Linked DNA regions of Danio rerio: region 1 is linked to region 2. The links are chromatin contacts, called in public HiChIP or PLAC-seq maps. All regions are on one chromosome and are shown on one strand. The core of a region is the stretch at or near the end of the contact, and the rest is flanking DNA. Distances in the headings are between cores, read along the strand shown. Region 1 holds the start of ngdn (neuroguidin, EIF4E binding protein). Region 2 holds the start of ncoa2 (nuclear receptor coactivator 2).

Region 1 (2,700 bases), core at 89-2,588, 300 kb before region 2:
CTGGTGACTGAAACAATCTGAAAATATCAAACAGCATCATCACATCTCCATGTTCATCTAGTGTGCTAGCTGTATTACCTAAAGATTAGTCTGTTACTGATAACAAATTAAAAGCACCATAAAAATGATGTTAAAAGACTGTAACAATACTAAAGTAATCAACAACCAAAGTGAACAATGGCTTTACTATATACGATGAATAACTCAAACAGTTTGAACTTACATCTAATGCAATTTGTAATTAAATACTGTTGAATTTACCATCAGTTTTTTCTTAAAGAAACAAATTGAGCTGTTTAAAATGAATAAAGTCTAGAAAGGCGTGATCAACAAACCCAGAATTTGACTAAATGATATAAAAAAGCATAAGAACCAATACATTACAAATAGTATACTTGATTGTGTAAATAATGTGTAATCCCATTGTCCATAAAATACAAACAGGTAAAGTTGGTTTTATATTCGCACATTTGTTCATTCTTGAACAGTGACAATTTGTGAATGTTCCTATATTTACTTTGAATATTCGGTCTGAAATTGCGTGTAGTATGACTTTAAAACAACATTAGCACTATTTAATTGACTGAACACTGTTGTACCTTGATAGTCATTGGCTGCTAATTTGGTTTATTGAGGTAAAGTTGGTACTTTAAAAGTTGGTATCGTTTAGTGACAACCTGTGACACGCTCCATATATTGTTTGGTACTTTGAATATTCAGACTAAAAACCCAGCGTAAATATGACTTAAACAACATTAGCACTACTGAACAGTGTTGTACTTTGATAGTCATTGGCTTCTATTAAATTTCACTCTTTAGGATTGGCAAATAATACTTTTCTGAAATGTTATTATTGAGATGAAAGTCTGAATGTGCGAAAATAAAACCATCTTTAACTCAATATAAAATATAACGTGTAATTGTGATGCAGACAGTTCTCAAAAATAACCATCAAAATATTACATTTTGTGAAATTACAGACCTGTTCGGTGAGACTGTTAAGTAGACGGACAGCAGTCGGAAGATCACGGTCTATAACATCCTACAAGCAATAAATAAATAAATAAATATACAAAAGTAAATAAATTTCTAAAAGGCTATCGTGTAATCCAATGTCCAGTTTTACTCATCTTAACTGGAAAATAAAAGTACATTAAATGACAGTATAATAGAAATGTAATAAAATACTAAACTTCAATCGTCTATGTTTAGGTTTGACTAAAGAATAAAGAAACTAATTAAAGATAAACTCACGTTTCCAACTGCGGTGGCCGCCATTTTGAATTAAGCAAAGTTGATACGGAAAGCGTGTGGGGACAAAACTCAAAGCAGGCAATTCGGGAAAATTCGTCTCGACCAACAGTTTTACCAAAGGCTGACAGGACGGTTTAAATGTGATTTGATTATTATATACATGTTGCTTTTCATAGACACTTGTAAAAGGACCTACAAACGGTTTTCTGGAGCATTTACAGCGTCAATTTGATGTAATTTGTTTCATTTATAATAGCATTTTTAATCAACGTAAGACGATTTACTGCTGGTTTTACGCTGGGCTTTAAACGGGTTTTAAGCAATTCGTGGCTGATGTGTTTTAAACAGGGTTTAGACTGATAGTCTAAAACTATAGACTAAAACTTTAGACTATAGTCTAGCATATTATACAACCCAGTTTCTCTAACAAATAAAAAGCTTTCATTTTACTATCTCCTACTCTACTACTTAACATACTATTAATATTTAGATTTACCTTATTTTCCTCAGTGTCTATCATCATTTTCCGTTCCCTTTTATATAATGGACATTTCTTTATGATATGTTCTATACTTTCCTCTTCATCACAATTAATACAAAGTCCATTTGGATGTTTTCCTATTCTAAACAGTCCACTATTCAGAGCAGTATGCTCAAACCTTAACCTTGACATGATGGTTTCCTCGCATCTATTTTTCCCTATTTCTGTTTTTACCCACCATCCTCTGGATCACATATTACCACCTTCCTTCTTCCTTCCATTTCTTTTGCCATCTTTCCCTCACATATTGTCGAATAATTGTCTTCATTTCATTTTCCCAGTTCTTAAAAACATGTCAATTTCTGATTTATTTATTTGTTTATTTATTTTTTGTGGCCTCCTTTGCCTATTCATCTGCTTCTTCATTCCCTAAAGTTCCAACATGTGCTGGAACCCAGATAAATAATTCTATTGATCTAGTACTCAGGAAGCATCATGGTTTAAAAGACGTCTATTAGCCGTCTAATTATTTTCTACTAATTGTAGTAAAATCATGATTCGTTTTCGCAATATTATAAAACTAAAATGTAACTAGTTCTTACTGTTTGCATCTACTTTTTTGTTGTTAATTTACAGTTCAAAACTATTCTAAATTATTGTGTGATTTTCGACTGTCCTTCAGTTTTGCCTTTTACCAGAAGATGGCGCAGGACTCCATATTACACCAGTCTCATCAGCATCTGTGAGACTGCCGGAGCAGAATCAACCACACTGATAGACAATGTGAGTTACTAAACACAATGCAAAATGTGATCATCAAATCATGATTCATTTCGACCTACTTAAAAATAACGTTTAATCAATGGCTTCAGTGAACAGTTCTTAAAATATTCCTTTATAACATAAGTATGAAGAACATTTTAGCCAAATCTAAAGAGGTTTTCCAACCATAAAGAACCTTTCAT
Region 2 (2,825 bases), core at 315-2,814:
TAGATTGACTCATTGGAAAACAATAAAATGCTTTTTATTTAGATAGTATATATTTTCTTTATTAAATTAATATATGCTTGTAGATTGTTTCTTATATTTTATGCTTATACTCTCCAACAGAATCATCCCAATCAATCTAAAATAATAAATTCTTTCTAATATCATAATATTACAATATTCAATGCCAATATTGTGCCCTAATAGACAGACAAGCACAGACATGCTACTCTGTTTAAACCATAAAAAACATAAGGATTTTGGTAATCACCAGTACTGTTAGTTTAGTGGTTATTGCTGTAAGCTGTTAATGGAACCATTAATAAACTAAATCCTGGATATAGAATCGAATACAAACAATTAACGTTACCGATCCCCACGATAGCAATCCACAAATTCAAATTAGAAATAAATAAAACAATGACCTGCGTTTATAAAGAGAAATTCCATCAAAACTGTATGAAAACAAACACTCAACCAGATATGCATGGCCAAATAAGAACTCGCGCATCTCCCTCGTGTTAAACTAATGAGTTATGAGTTAAATGCTAAGGTGCATCTAAACATGACCTAGACCCACTGAACTACCCGGCGTTGTGACTCGTGACGTCAGACGACCGTAAAACATCGTCACGGCGACTACGAACTCAGTCGACCAAAGTAAAAAAAATCTTCTGGATGACAAAAGCAGCCCATGCTCCACATATAATAGCGGAGTCCAGGCAAATCACGAGGTAAAATGCTAATTAGCAGCATTCCCAATCCCATCCACCGGCGCCCCAACTTTTCCTTTCTCCACGGAGTCGAGCTCCCGAAAACCGAACCGTGGCGTGCAGTAGTTGAGCAAAGAGCTGACTCACTAATCTCAGCCCTCGCTGAGACTGTCAAATAACACCGCGCATTTACTTTCAGCACAGCGATAGCAACATTATTGCCTTCAGCCTCTAACGTTAGCTTCGGAACTCGCGATGTAACACGAGTGTTCCCGGGGAACTCCATTAACACGTTACAATGTAGCACTTTTCTCCGCCCGCTAAAGTTAAAAAGCCCACAAATAATGTTCAAAGCAGACTCCAGCGCGAGTCAAATGGAGGCTCGCAGGCTAACGCTAGCCAGGCAAATAAAGAGGGGGGAGCTGGCTAAACTTAATCGCTCAAATGCAAGCAGCGCGGGCGAATCAAGTAAATCAGCGACACAGCCGAAATGTTTGAACAATAACTGCCGTGCCTCCGCTTGAAGGTCGCTCAAAGAGATTTGTTTACACTAAGGCAACAAGCAAAACAAAACTCCCCAACTCTGCAAAGTGACCAGGCTGAAATAGCGAGCGTAGCTGGTTTAGCAAGCTAATGCAGGATACCGCCGCCGCGGAACTGTGATTGGATCCTGCAGCGAGTGGGTAAAAAAATCGCGTTACAAAGCCTCCACAAACCGCCATTCACCGGCAAACATAGAAGATTTGCAACCATGTCGAACTTACGGTGTTTGGTTTCCTCCTAAATCCCGTGCGTTATGTCCAGCTCTGACCTTCGGCTTGGTGAAACAGCATTATAGTTAACTGCCGCCGCCATGTTCCTGCTGCCGTATGCCTAACGATGGCTGGCTGCTTGTTTATCTCGCCAGCAAAACCTCCCCCACATACTACGGGCACCAGTATCTACTCGTTTACTCTAGCCTGCATAGCAACCTTGCAGCGAGCAACGGGGCAAAATGATGATACAGCAAACATAAGGACACGGCTCACCAGTTGGATAGCAATTTCCTAGGCTTTGTGCTTTCTAAACTCCAAGTGGATGTTTCATAATATTAGAGAGGGAATCAAAGCTGTGTCGAAAAGGCAGTTTGCCACATTTAAAGTGCTGCTGTGGGAGAAAAAGTGTGCCAGAGTGGTCAGGTTACGAGCCCTTGTTGTTGTTATTCCAAAGCCAAAGCAATCTGCACTCTATTATCAATGTCATAACAGGTTCATTAAAAACCAAGTTAGATGAGCCACGCTGGAAACCAACATCACATCCTGCTTGTGATGATTCACTTCAAGGCTGTTGATGTACATTTTAAATGTTTGTTTTGCCTAATTTAATCAAATAGAAACTTTTTAGGAAAACAAAACAGTACCAGCTTTTGGAAGGGATGGTCCAAATGTTTTGTATGAAAATAGTAAAAAGCCTAATTTAAAAACAAATTTACCAGTGTTTTTTAAGTTTAAATGTTCAATTGGTTGTCAGGCTGGTCTTAAAAATGTATAAAATTTAAGTCAAATTCAAGTGGCCCAAAAACACAGGGTATATTTACAGAAATAAAATATGGTAAAATACAATCCTATAATATGAATTTCTCAAAAGCCTATTCTAATTAAGTCAAGATGTATTGCCTTGATTACAAAATGCCCATTTCACAAACAATTAGGCCATTTTATCTGTAAAATTGAATGACAACAAGGTGTTTTAATTTGAGGACAGTAAACCGACAGATGCAATTCTATATTGTACCAAGTGGACAATCAATTAATTTATTAGGAAGCCTCGAGACATAACTGCCTTAAATTAAACCCAAGATTTACAGAAAAATTATCAATTGTTGTTGATCTAATTGTGAAATTATCACTTTAGAAAAAAATAAAAATATTAAAAATAATAATTAGAAAGATTAGCCTATATTATAACAAAATATACAGTGCTCAGCATTTATAAATACACATCTCACGAATATTTTAATTTATTATTTTTAATAGGAAGCTATACAATATTATATTTGTGCATACACATTAGATTATTCAATACTGAAGCCAAATCTGGAGCTTATCTAACAAAATGACTTATGATAATGGTCCA

What was found. HiChIP or PLAC-seq counts read pairs in DNA pulled down with a chosen protein or histone mark.
Region 1: a contact with region 2 is called in an H3K4me3 HiChIP or PLAC-seq map of gastrula embryo, with 5 times the contacts expected there. The contact joins the promoter of ngdn here to the promoter of ncoa2 in region 2. A contact is called at or near these places in 5 of 18 Hi-C or Micro-C datasets (caudal fin, embryo, hematopoietic stem cells and 2 more) and 2 of 4 datasets of contacts at active chromatin or transcription factors (embryo and gastrula embryo).

What each region holds. Positions count from the first base shown.
Region 1 is chr24:16,007,420-16,010,119 of GRCz12tu, reverse strand. It overlaps ngdn (neuroguidin, EIF4E binding protein), which reads right to left and starts at 1,338. Exons shown (of 11, transcript NM_198373.2): 1 at 1,255-1,338; 2 at 983-1,042; 3 at 1-17. The coding sequence starts at 1,278.
Region 2 is chr24:15,706,406-15,709,230 of GRCz12tu, reverse strand. ncoa2 (nuclear receptor coactivator 2) reads right to left here and starts at 1,564. Exons shown (of 22, transcript NM_131777.1): 1 at 1,475-1,564.